2 separate regions of the Mus musculus genome follow, and region 1 is linked to region 2. A link is a contact called in public Hi-C data. All regions are on one chromosome and are shown on one strand. The core of a region is the stretch at or near the end of the contact, and the rest is flanking DNA. Distances in the headings are between cores, read along the strand shown. Region 1 has its middle 67 kb from the start of Gm29960. Region 2 has its middle 100 kb from the start of Gap43.

Evidence for each region. A called contact is a pair of places that touch in the nucleus more often than the background predicts.
Region 1: a Hi-C map of the N1E-115 cell line shows a contact between it and region 2, with 2.5 times the contacts expected there. The contact joins two enhancer-like sites. A contact is called at or near these places in 2 of 484 Hi-C or Micro-C datasets (the N1E-115 cell line and cortical neurons) and 1 of 9 other capture datasets (embryonic stem cells).

Annotation. Positions count from the first base shown.
Region 1 is chr16:42,715,907-42,722,380 of GRCm38.p6, reverse strand. No RefSeq gene overlaps it. Among named protein-coding and RNA genes, the nearest start is that of Gm29960, 67 kb to the right of the region's middle. Within about 2 kb of position 4,155, at least 65 of the 459 cell types and tissues checked have an H3K27ac peak or open chromatin away from gene starts, as enhancers often do. A contact at or near this core is called in the N1E-115 cell line and cortical neurons, where this site is marked.
Region 2 is chr16:42,441,670-42,447,562 of GRCm38.p6, reverse strand. No RefSeq gene overlaps it. Among named protein-coding and RNA genes, the nearest start is that of Gap43, 100 kb to the right of the region's middle. Within about 2 kb of position 2,287, at least 66 of the 459 cell types and tissues checked have an H3K27ac peak or open chromatin away from gene starts, as enhancers often do. A contact at or near this core is called in the N1E-115 cell line and cortical neurons, where this site is marked.

The DNA.
Region 1 (6,474 bases), core at 2,906-5,405, 270 kb before region 2:
AAAGAGAAAAGAAACGATCTGTTTGTCTTCCACGAGCCACTTTGAACACAGCAATTCAAGTTAGAGGGTATCACAAAGCAATTTCTTTTCTCAAGTTGTATGTGGCTGTGAGGAGGCAATTTGGGAAAAATCAATGGGTTTACACAAACAAAAAACAAACTGTGCAGGAGCCTGGTGAATGAGCACACTTCGCATCCACTTGTTCTTTCATTGTGGCCAAACATGTCTAAATTCTTTTAGAATAGACCATTTCCCAGAAGGGTCAATCTCCTGGACACTGGCTAGGTGGATTTGCACATGGCTAAGACAAGTGAGATCGATCGACTTACCCTGGGGAATAAGAAAAGAACAGAACTGGCATCTTCAGCTTTCCATTCTAAGGCAGCATGTGAGGGGATCAAGGTACGTTTAACACTCAGTACTCACTACCTTCAAAACAATGGAATATAGGAGGCAGAAACTAGTTTTCAACTTTTTTGTCAACTGTAAGAAAACAGAATAATTTTCTAAAGGTAACTCTAAATGTTGCGGTTGGAATGGGGAGTATTGTCCCCTGACTTCAGAACAGCTTGATTCACTAGGGCACATTACCTACCTTTGAGGACAAAATAAAAATAACCCAACTTAATCAAACTCTATTTGCCAAGTTCTAGTCTAGAGGGAACTTTTATTTTTAAAGCTTAGAGTAACACAGACTGTATGTGAGGCAATTGTAATGGCAGTATTGGGACAAGCTATACTACAGCTTCACAAATGGAGTACAAAGCCTGTGGGTGCATTTTAAAAGCAGTGCTAGAGAGAAGTCCATACTAGAAAACAAATGCATGGGCCTTCACCCAGTTGATAAGAATCCGTTTTTAGTTTTGAAAGTCAAGTATCATTTGATGGCTGCTCATCTTTCTCTGATAGTTTTTTTTTTTAATTATTTTGTGTATACATGTGTTTTCCTATACGAGCAGGTGCAGGCCACAACATATGTTTGGACATCAGATATCAATGCGTGTGGGTCTTCTCCATCTATCATGTCGGATGTTGGTCGGGGTGAGATAAAACTCAGGTTTGGCAGCAAGCACCTTTTACCCAATGAGCTGCCTTGCCAAATGCCTTTACCAGTCATTTAAACCTGTAATTTCCACAGAAATTATACAGTAAATTATAATTCCTACAGAACAAGACCTATATCAGATCTCTGCCTCTCAGAAACAAATGTCTGTTGAATGAGAGATGAGAGGGACAAACCAAACTAGTAAACAATGTTTAACAAGTTATTTCCTTTTTGAAATTATAATTATATAATTTCCCCATTCCCTTTCCTCTCTCCAAGCCTCCCGTATGCCTCATGATGCAATAAACATGTTTAAGACAAAGGATATTTTATGTCTGACTAAGTAGGCAGCAAAAGCAGAAGATTGAATTGAGCGCAACAATGATGCATCACAGCTGGTGAATATATTGCTGTCACCAGTGTTCTGAATCTGGTCTGTATACTAGTTCACTACGCATCAAAAAACAATTTCACAGAGGAACAAAAGTGCCATACAATGCGATGAAGTCACTTACTCATAGTCAACATTATTTGAGAACTGAAAGCTCAAGCTTTGATGACATAATTACCAACTGGCAAACAACCATGGTAAATGTCCATCTGAGGACAACTGGCCTGAAGACTTTACCACTGTATACCTAATAGAGTAACTCTTCACTTTGTTTACCCACACTGGGTCACAGGTCCTCAAGTGTCTTTTCCAAAGCAGCACTGGCTTGACTTCATCCAGAACGTGGAGAAAAATTATTTAAGAGCTAACTTAATCAGACTACTGGAGAGATGCTTCAGCTTTGGAGTGTTTATTGCCATTGTGGAGGACACAAGTTAAGTTCCTAGAACCATGTTGGGTGGTTCACAACCACCTGAAACTCTAGCTCCAAGGCATCTGACACCTTTTACTGACTGTTGCAGATACCCACATGCACACACACACAGACACACAGACACACACACACACACACCACACCCCATAAATAAATGAATAATAAAATAGAAATAAGTAAAATACATTTTAAAAGTTAACAAATAAGTAGTCCACGCTATTTTGTGTATACATCGAGTATTTCCAATGTGGTTGTGTGTAGAGAAAATTTAGTAGCTATGTTCTTATGTATCTAAGACCAGGCAGCACTGTTGGAGCCTTTGACCCCTGTGGGTTCCTTGTAAGATGCAACTTTTTTTTTTCCCCCAGAACAACTGTCTTTGTGAGCTGGGAAGTCTTGACTCTTAGCCTCCACCCTCCTGCCCTTGAGGTTACTGCTCAACAATAGGTTTGAAAGCCTTTCCCCGGGGCTTTCTTTCACATTGACCTCAGGAGCACCTACTTTGTCTCTCTCTCTCTTCTCCATCCATTACTATTCTATAGAAATCCTGCCTTGCAATAATCCAGCAGCCTAGGATTGGTTGTGAAAAAGGTCCTGTCACCTCTGTTCTCATGTGACAGGTAAACTGAGGAAACTCAGTTTGTTTTCTGAGTTTCTGAGTTTGTTGGTCTCCCAGGTGTGAGCTCTGAAGCAAGTATTTCAAACACAGATAGGTAATTCTATTGAGGGGGTAAAATTTTTTTTCTTTTTTTTTTATTACGTATTTTCTTCAATTACATTTCCAATGCTATTCCAAAAGTCCCCCCCCCCCACTCCCCTACCCACCCATTCCCATTTTTTGACCCTGGCATTCCCCTGTACTGGGGCATATAACGTTTGCCTGACCAATGGGCCTCTCTTTCCAGTGATGGCCGACTAGGTCATCTTTTGATACATATGCAGCTAGAGTCAAGAGCTCTGGGGTACTGGTTAGTTCATAATGTTGTTCCTCCGACAGGGTTGCAGATCTCTTTAGCTCCTTGGATACTTTCTCTAGCTCCTCCATTGGGGGCCCTGTGATCCATCCAATAGTTGACTGTGAGCATCCACTTCTGTGTTTGCTAGGCCCCAGGGTAGTCTCACAAGGGACAGCTATATCACCGTCCTTGCAACAAAGGCTTGCTAGTGTATGCAATGGTGTCATCGTTTGGAGGCTAATTATGGGATGGATCCCTGGATATGGCAGTCTCTAGATGGACCATCCTTTTGTCTCAGCTCCAAACTTTGTCTCTGTAAGAGAATTCTTGTTCTAACTAAGCAAGGTTCTGAGAAAAGAAAAGAAAAAAAAGATATTAATCTGAGCATTGATCTCATTTGGCTTTTGTTTTAGGAAAATCTGTTTCACATCACTCTTGTACCTTTCTATTGGTAAAGTACAGGAGAAATTATCTTCAAGGCTACCAGGTAACCTCTTTTGGCCCTGGGATAGAAACCTCAAGAATATGACATGACATAGATTGGAGGCAGGAACATTGGCAGTGAAATGCATCCTGGGACAATTAGGGAAGGAAGGGTCATGAAAAAGCAAAGAGAACTCAACCAACAGGTCTCAAGAAAGAGCAAGCTAGTGTTGATTTTTCTGCCAGTGTGCAGTCACTCACTGAGGTCACACCTGAGGTGAAGTCCAGTATCACCAACTATTTTAGCATTCTGTATCTGAAACTGTGCAGTAGGAAGAGCCCCAAGTTGAAACATGACCTCTTCTCGAACAGCACCACACCCTCCATTTCGGTGCCTCTACAGGAATAAGCACGATCATTTCTTCTGCTTGACAAGTGTGATCCACAAATCTCTAAAGAATTCTACTGTGCTAAATATTCACGAGGGTGTCTGACGGGGTAAGGCTAGGGAGATTACGCAGATACAGAAGAGAGCCAGGCAAGACATATAAAATGTGTTCTTGTTCACGTTGACAAAACAGGAAGGAAGTTCACTCATATATATGAAAGATTTTACTGGGACTTATGGGTAAAATAAATTTAACATCCTGATTATTAACATTTTTGGCACTAATTCCAACAAACAATAAGATTACAGAGACAGTGTTGTGTGGCTCATAACAACATGATTCCCTTCCTATTTAACTTCATTTTACTTAAAACATTTTTTTTTTTTTGCGTAAGGTATTTGGAGAAAGTATTTCTGTTTCCTAGTGAGAGAGAGGCCCCACCCCTTTCTTCATGGTGTGATGATTTCAGTCCAAACGCATCCAGTTTCTGGAAATGGCAAGTGAGACACTTGTTGCCATGGTGATTGTTAATAGTTCTGACTCAGATATAGTGTTGCCATAGCAACTGCATTGAAGCCCTTGGGAGGTGGTGCAGTCTCTCTCTCTCTCTCTCTCTCTCTCACTCTCTCACTCTCTCTCTCTCTCCATTTTTTTTTATCAGCAGAAAGAGGCTAAGAAGAACCATTTTAGTAGCTTCTCTCTGCTCTGCAGTGACGAAGCTTTCAAGGCTATTTCATCCATATGAAAGATTGTCCTGTTTCTGTGCTGATGGGGCAGACTCGCGTTGCTCTGCACTCTGCAGGAAGAATAAAGTCCCATGTATCACAGTAGCAAGCATATTACCTGCCTTTTAATGCGTTTTCATTTTGACCGTAATGGTTTCTAGTAACACAGGTCATCTCAAGTGACTAGATTAAGAATCTTCAGTGTCACTGGCAAGACAAGAAGAGCAAAGGTCAAAGCCTGAATAGGCAAACTTCATTGAGTTGCAGGCTGCCTCTGTCCCCTCTGCCTCTTCCCTGTGAAGATGGGAGGCATGGGGACAGACCTCTTTAGATCAACTAGGCTTCATTCTCTAGATTGTATACTTGTAAACCAGCATACACATACTTGGCTTTTAAAATGCGATCAGCACGCTGAAGGCCTTCAATATAAATATCACAAGCAAATGAGTAGACAGTCAGACAGCAGACATTAGTGTTTATTCATTCATTTCCCCGGAGACCACTCATCTAATTTTGCATCTCTGCAAGGCTTTTACTACATTCTGTTGTGCTCAGAGCTGCAAGCGGTCAGCAGGTCCGAGTTCTTGCTACTCTGAACCATGGGGCAGCTCTCTCACATCAGAGCCTATTCCAGTTTTCCGGTGTGGACTTCTGACATGGGGAGCAGCTGGAATGGGATTTAAGTGGCACTCCTCTGTGCAGCCTTGTCTCTGATCAGCAGATAGACAGAGCATCTCTAGACTGTCCTTGTGCTAAACAGGGACCGAATGCTCTGTAAGCCATGGGCCGAATGCTTCAAGGGGCTTCTCTGGTAGTCTGTCCTCAACTATCATGTTTATGGCCCCTCCCTTGTGCTCTCAGACTAAGATATTTTCTCCCCCGCTCCTTTTTTTTTTTTTTTTTTTTTTTTTAAGTAAAGCCCTCCTTGAGCATGACAATAATGTCCTTTTCTTTGTACATCTCACTGGGTTTAGCAGCCTGGCTCCATTTTACAGAAACCTAGTGAGACCATATTACATAAAGGAAAAGCAAATTAGGTGTGTGTTGACCTTGACTTCTATGTACCTTTTGATGGGGTTCTCTCTTCCTGCCACTAGAGGTAATACCTAGTTACCTAGTTACCTAGTTACAATGGGGGAAATATGGATGCTAGTGGGGAAGGCTGGCATTAATGGGAGCATCACCTAGATGCTGGAGAGGATGGTCCCTGAGCAATGACAAGCTTGGAATTCTATTGAAGATGCTTCTTAGGTCTGTGTAAGGGACCAGATGAGGTTTGGTAAATATTTGTGGAATGAGCGATTTTTTATTTCCTGGAATCCATAAGTGTTGTACACGGATTGATGACTGCAGAGAGTGGGCTCCATTTTCCTGCTTCTCAGTGTTTCCTGCACAGCTGGAAACTGTTCCAAAATGCTAGCTATATGCTAATGCACAATCTACCTCTCGTTAGTTTGGTATCGAAGAAAGATTCCTCCCTTAAATAAGAATCTTTTTGCAACCAGCTTACCAGGGTGGGCTCCCATGTTATGATGTGGTACTTTAAATGTTTGAAAATATCTGAAACCCTTCATTTCCCATCTTAATATTTCATAGCTCCTTCCTTGTTAACTGGTTGCTAATTTTTCATAGATTTGATTCAGGGCTGTTGTTCCTTCTTTTTTTCATCTTTTCCTTAATTGAATTATTTTGAATGAATGGAGAGGGCTGGAGAGATGGCTCCCTGGGGAAAAAGCATTTGTTGCATAAACATGAGGACCTGGGCTAATCCCCAACACCCATGTAGAAATCTACATGTGGCCCCACACACCTGTGATGCCATCACTGGGGGTGAGGGGCAGAGACAGGAGGATCACTGTGGCTTGCTGGCTGATGGAAGATCCTGTCCCTCAATGGAATAAGACAGTGAGTGATACGGTAGGATGCCTTTTGTTTCTCCTACATGTGTGCACAGCTGGACACACATGTGTTTAACACACATGGATTTTAAAAAGGATTGGAAAGCTGACTTGAAATACATTTAAGGAGCTTTTTTTCATTGAATGTATCTAATTAATTTGTTTTATTTACCTGTCATGTTTAGGAGACAGGGTATCTCAGCATAGCTCAGGT
Region 2 (5,893 bases), core at 1,038-3,537:
TTTGGTTGAACTGTTTGAGAAGGATTTGAAAGTGTGGCCTTTGAAGGAAGCATGGCAGTGAGCATGAGCCTTGAGGTTTTAAAAGGCTACACTGTTCCCAGTTCTCTCTCTCTCTCTCCCTCTCTCTCTCCCTCTCTCTCTCCCTCTCCCTCTCCCTCTCCCTCTCCCTCTCCCTCTCTCTCTCTCTCTCTCTCTCTCTCTCTCTCTCTCTCTCTCTCTCTCCTACTTGTGGATCAAGATGTTAAGCTCTCAGCTACTGCCCCAAATCTATACCTGCCTGTCTGCTGCCATGCTTCCCACTATGATGGTCATGGACTCTAATCCCCTGGAACCATTCAAATTAAATGGCTTCTTTTATAAATTTCCTTGGTCACACTGTTGCATCACAGCAATATAAAGGTAAGTAAGACAGAGAGGCAGATGACAAGATGATAACAGAGTAGAATCCAGAGAGGATAAAGAAGGAGGGGGAGAAAGAAATATCTTGGAATCAAAGGAAGAAAGTTTTATACAGAAGGACGTGTTCAAAAATGTCAAAGGATGCTAGCAAGGAAGTAGAAGCTGACTGGTAAATGTCATCTGAAATTGGCAATTTGAAGGTAATATTGAACTTTGTCGTGATAGTTTTGCACTGTGAAGAGGACAGAAATAAATTCTAGTGGGGAGCTAAGGAAATGCCTGGTGAGGAGATGGAGATAGTATGGGCTACTTCTTGTAAACAACACATAGAAAAACTTGTCCATCAAAGGAAAAGACAGACTCAGTGATAAGAGAGGCAAGTGGTTGATGAGGTGGCACCATATTTAAGATAGAAAAAAACACTATGTGGTAGGCAGAATAATTCCCAAAGGGATGTAGTGGGTGTAATTAAATTGATGTTTGAAATGGAGATGCTGATCTGCACTACCTAGGTGTACACCGTGGACACAGACATCTTTAAAAGAAGGCAAAGAGGATAAGATCAGGAAAGGAGATGGGACAACGGAGATTGGAGTGATGCTGTTGCTGGTTAGGGATTCTAGAGGGCGGAGAGTCAAAGTACACCGGCATGCTCTAAAACCACCACAGATGCCTTGGTTCTGATCCAGTGAAACCTCTGATGCCCTTCTAGATATGTAACATAGTAAAGTTATATTGTTTTCAGCAAATACATTTTTGTTCATTTGCTGCAGCTGTGACAGAGACCAACAAACAAACAAACAAAAATATATTTGAGTATGCCAAGGGAGAGGGCTCCAAGGGAGGAGGAAGCGACATCTTTCCCACTGCAAGGGGAAAACTCACATCTCTATCAATAGAGAAAAGCAAAACAATTTTATCTAACTAAAGTTGCACAACATACTAGGAACTTCAGAAGAGAAGACACAAAGTTCCAGAACAAACTGTTTCAGTGGACCCAGAAATATGACTGAAGAGCAAAGGCCATGCAAGACCTACTGACAGTAAACTGGGGAAGCCAGCAGAGGTCTGTTTGTAGTCTTCTACTGAACCTTCAGGTCGATGACAGAACTCACTCTGGAAAAGGGCTTTGAGACCTCCGGAAGAGGCAGACCATGACAGGATCATGCTTCAGGACAGATGGGTTTGAGTAAGAGCGTCAAGGTGCCGTTCTGGACTTAGAGAGCCAGATATGAATGAAGGTGTCTATCAATCAGGAGAAGGGGTAACAGAGTCCTGGAGGTACAAGGAGTTTTCTCCATGCCTTCAGGTCAGGTGGGGGTGGGGGGCTATGCACTAAATTCTCATGTACAGCTCTGTCTGCGGCATGGGGTGATGCAGAGTGTACATGAAAAGAAAATGGAGTAGCCGGTAGCAAAGACTTCGTTCTCTTGTTCGTTTTAAATGCTTTTAAAAAATGCTTTGCTTTTATGAGAAGTGTAGTCGGGACTTCATTGTAAAGTCATCCCTAAACAATCTCCATATTTAACAGACCTCTGTTGGATGCTGACAGACTAGGGGCCATAGACCTGGACCTTGAGATTTCTTGTTTGGTTCCAAGGTCTCCTCTGAACGGTGTTAAACTGAAATAAAAATTGAGAGAGAATCTGAACCCTTAGCTCCTTTTATCTTAACTCATACCACTCTGCCTAAATTCTCTCCCCTCCTCATCAGATTCACGTTAATCAGGAGACCTCTTTTTTCTTGCAGCTCCCTAAGGCCCTGCTTCACCTAGAAGAGAGAACCTGGCTCCAGGATGCAGGAAACTGCTTCTGGTTTCCATGGAGACCCTGTTTGAAGTCAATGGCTGCTCCAGGAGGGAGGGAAACCAGGACTTTTGTATTTAAAGGATGGAGAGTCTGGGAAGGAGGAGGGTTAAGAAAAGGGAGTAAGGCAGGCCGATAGTGAGGCTGATCCAGCCTGTGTTCGAGGTTTCAAACAGAGGAACAGGAAAGTTCAGCTAGGTTATTCAAGCGCCTTCCACTTTGAGGATGAATCAAAACGGAAGCTCTGGGGGTGGGGGAGGTGGTGAGGGCTGCTTATTGCGCATGTGAGAAATACCCTGCAAAGGCTCCTTTCTGATATCAGTATGTAGGGGACTGAATTACTTAGGCAGCTGGAAGTCCCTGTCCTTGTGGGTGGCTCCTTCCCAAGCAGCTTGAGAGTTTTCTCTTCTCCCCAAGTCAATTCTTAAAGGTTCCTACTGCCATGAGGGGGCTGAGCCCTCTCCTTCCTTCTTCCGCACCTCCCCCCCCCAGAGGGTAACTAAATACAAACCTTGGCTAAAGGCTTTCCAAAGCTTCACGCTTCAGATTAACTGCTATTTATTTGCCTTGTCTCTGTCTACCAAGAGACAGGGGGCAGGATGGGGGGAGGTACTCTGGCGGAATACACGCTAAAATTGAATTGCATGAGGATTCAGATGACGTCATCTTGGATAAAGGTCTGACCCAGTGAATGTTAAATGTAGCTGAGCGACTAAATCCTTTGAGAGAATCAGTAGCGAAGACCTCTCTGAAAGGACCATGCCTCTTGTTTAAAATATTAAGCATGTGGCTCAGATGATCTCTGGCTGCAATTCCCAGGGCGCTGGTGGAATCTCGGTTTTCTGCTATAATCACTTGAACATTGCTTACTGCCCTAGATAACTGCAGTCATGTGACGCTTGCACACACACACACACACACACACACACACACACACACACAAGAGGCGGGGCGGGGTTTGAATAAAAGAAAAGAAAGAAAGCCATCACAAGTTATCAGTGTCTGCCAATTTTAGGGAATGAAACCATGTCAGTTCAAAAACACTTTCTGAGGTGTGCTGCAGTCTGAATGTGCCTAAGGAGTAAGGGGTGGTTTTTCCTTCAAGGTCCTTATATTTGGATGGGAACAGCAGTAGTCATAAGCATGCAGAGGAGCTGGGTAGAAGTCATTAATGAGCCGGGCTTTTAATCCCAGCACTTGGGAGGCAGAGGCAGGCAGATTTCTGAATTCGAGGCCAGCCTGGTCTACAGAGTGAGTTCCAGGACAGTCAGGGCTACACAGAGAAACCCTGTTTCGAAAAACCAACCAAACAAACAAACAAAAAACAAAAACAAACACAAAAACAAACAAACCAAAAAACCAAAAAAAAAAAAAAAAAACAACCAAACAAAAAAAACCCAAACAAACAAAAAAAAGAAGTCATTAATGATATGGGAACTCCAAGGAAAGGTTAAATTGATAAAGAATAAAGGCAACTCAATTTACATAGGCACCTTGGAGTTCCCAGAACTCACACTGGTTGGCCCACAGCAGCCTATAATTCTAGCACAAGGATATACATTTATATTTCAACATTCTTATAAAGTAAAGCATGTGTTGAAGATGAGGAAGCAGTATATACGTATGGAAGACTTTGCAGATCTCTTGGAACAAGGCAACACTAAAATAAAAGAACCATTCGTGCTCGACAGAGCTTGTCTTTAGAGGAGGGATGGTGTAGAAATGAAGAGGTGACTCCCACAATGCAACTGAAGATGCTTTTCGATTTCAAAAAAAATACCTGTCATTTACAGTCGGAGTTGAATGCATTAGCCTTGTAGTTTTTGCTCACAAATTGAGGAAAGTTTTGGAATAAGTTAAGGTACGTGGAAGGCAAGGGCTATTTCTTGGCTTGAATTTAGGAGGAAAATATCGAAAGGAAAAGGAATTAGAGGAGAGCAGTTATTTCTAGATGAATAAGAAAAGACATATGTGCTCAAATTAGTCATGGTTTCTGTGTCACGAAAATGTTAGTTACCAAGGTTTTGTTTCCAGCCCTGTTTGCTAAGGGACATACCTATAATAAAAACATCTCCAAAGAGTTTTGGCAATGCAGCTGAATATTAACGATTTGGGGATAAAAAACTCATAAAAGCACAGAATACCACAAGTCAGCTCCTTTTAATCGTTTTTTTTTTTTTTTTTTTTTTTTTCATTCTTAGTCATATGGCTGTCTGCAGATTCCTCAGACTTCCAGTTTACTTAAGGGCTCGCTGGCAAGGTTCTAAATCACAGCATAACCCCTCTGGCTTCCCAATCTCAAATAGGCACCCGCACACACTCATCTCAGTGAACTTGGATGCTCTTACATAGTATGTGCCAGGGATTTTTTTTCTAATTAGCTGTCAATATTGCGTGATGGCATCTAGAAATGACTACAATAATAAGGTGAGTGGTGACTAATTGACAGCGTTAGTAGAGGAAGCAGAGAAGACAAAATATAAACTAATGGAGACCACAAGTACCAAACAAAAGGAAGTTAGAGACTAAAGCAGAAGGAGTGAAGAAAAGATGAAGGGAAAAGGGAAAGAGAGCAGAGCATGTGATCGCTAGGCCATGACGCACAGTGATTGACTTCTGGGTTTAAGATAGAACTTTTGAGAGTTAGAAGGGACCCGGTAACCATCCAGTCATTCTCTCATTTCACAGTTGACAAAGAGCCAAAAGGACGCTAAAGTTGACTAGAGATGAAGCCAACCTTGGGTGCAGGTTTCTGACCATGGCCTGCTTTGTAACATCACTATGTCATTTCCTCTTTCGGAATGGTTGACTGAATCCAAAGTTCCCTTGGAACGTAAATACGTTCCCACTTTCCACTGAGCACAACATATATAATTGTCTTGTTTCTTCCTAGCTTACAAGGTGTTATAGTTTACTTCACCCTTGTACCGATTCTGAAAAAAAGTATCAACTATAAAATGGCCCACTTGGGACTCACCTAGTAGATACCGATTTCCTCTTTTTTTTTTTTTTTTTTTTTTGGTTTTTCAAGACAGGGTTCCTCTGTGTGGCTCTGGTTGTCCTGGAACTCACTTTGTAGACCAGGCTGGCCTCAAACTCAGAAATCTGCCTGCCTCTGCCTCCTGAGTGCTGGGATTATAAATTCTGGTGAGATGAATGCAAAGTGAAAAAAACTGTACTGTTGAAAGAAAGATGAAATTTCAAGACCTGTAAGTCATATAAAGTACTCAGAAATTGCTGGTTGCTTGTGAGCCTAGAGGCTGCCTGGGGCTGAGAAAAAAGAAAAACAAACCTGGGAACAGCTTAATCTTAAAGATAAAGAGGAATGTGAAGACATAAGAGGGCTATCTAAACTGGAGTCAACAACTCACAGAACTCTGACACCCTGCACGTACATGTAATTTTTTTGCTGAAGTTTGAATAAGCCAATAGTGTGTCGCTATGCTGAATTCCACACCCCTAAGCCCCTTACCTCATAAAAACCCCTAGCTTCCGAGCCTCGTGGCCGACATCCATTATCTCCTGTGTGGGATGCATGTAGGTCCGGAGCTCCATAATTAAACGACCTCATGTAATTACATCAAGATGGTCCTTCGTGATTTTTTGGGTGCATGCCGAATCGGGAATTGAGTGGAGGGTTTCCCCACTAGGTTCTATCACTGCTCTTACTCTTTTGTGCTTTGCTATTT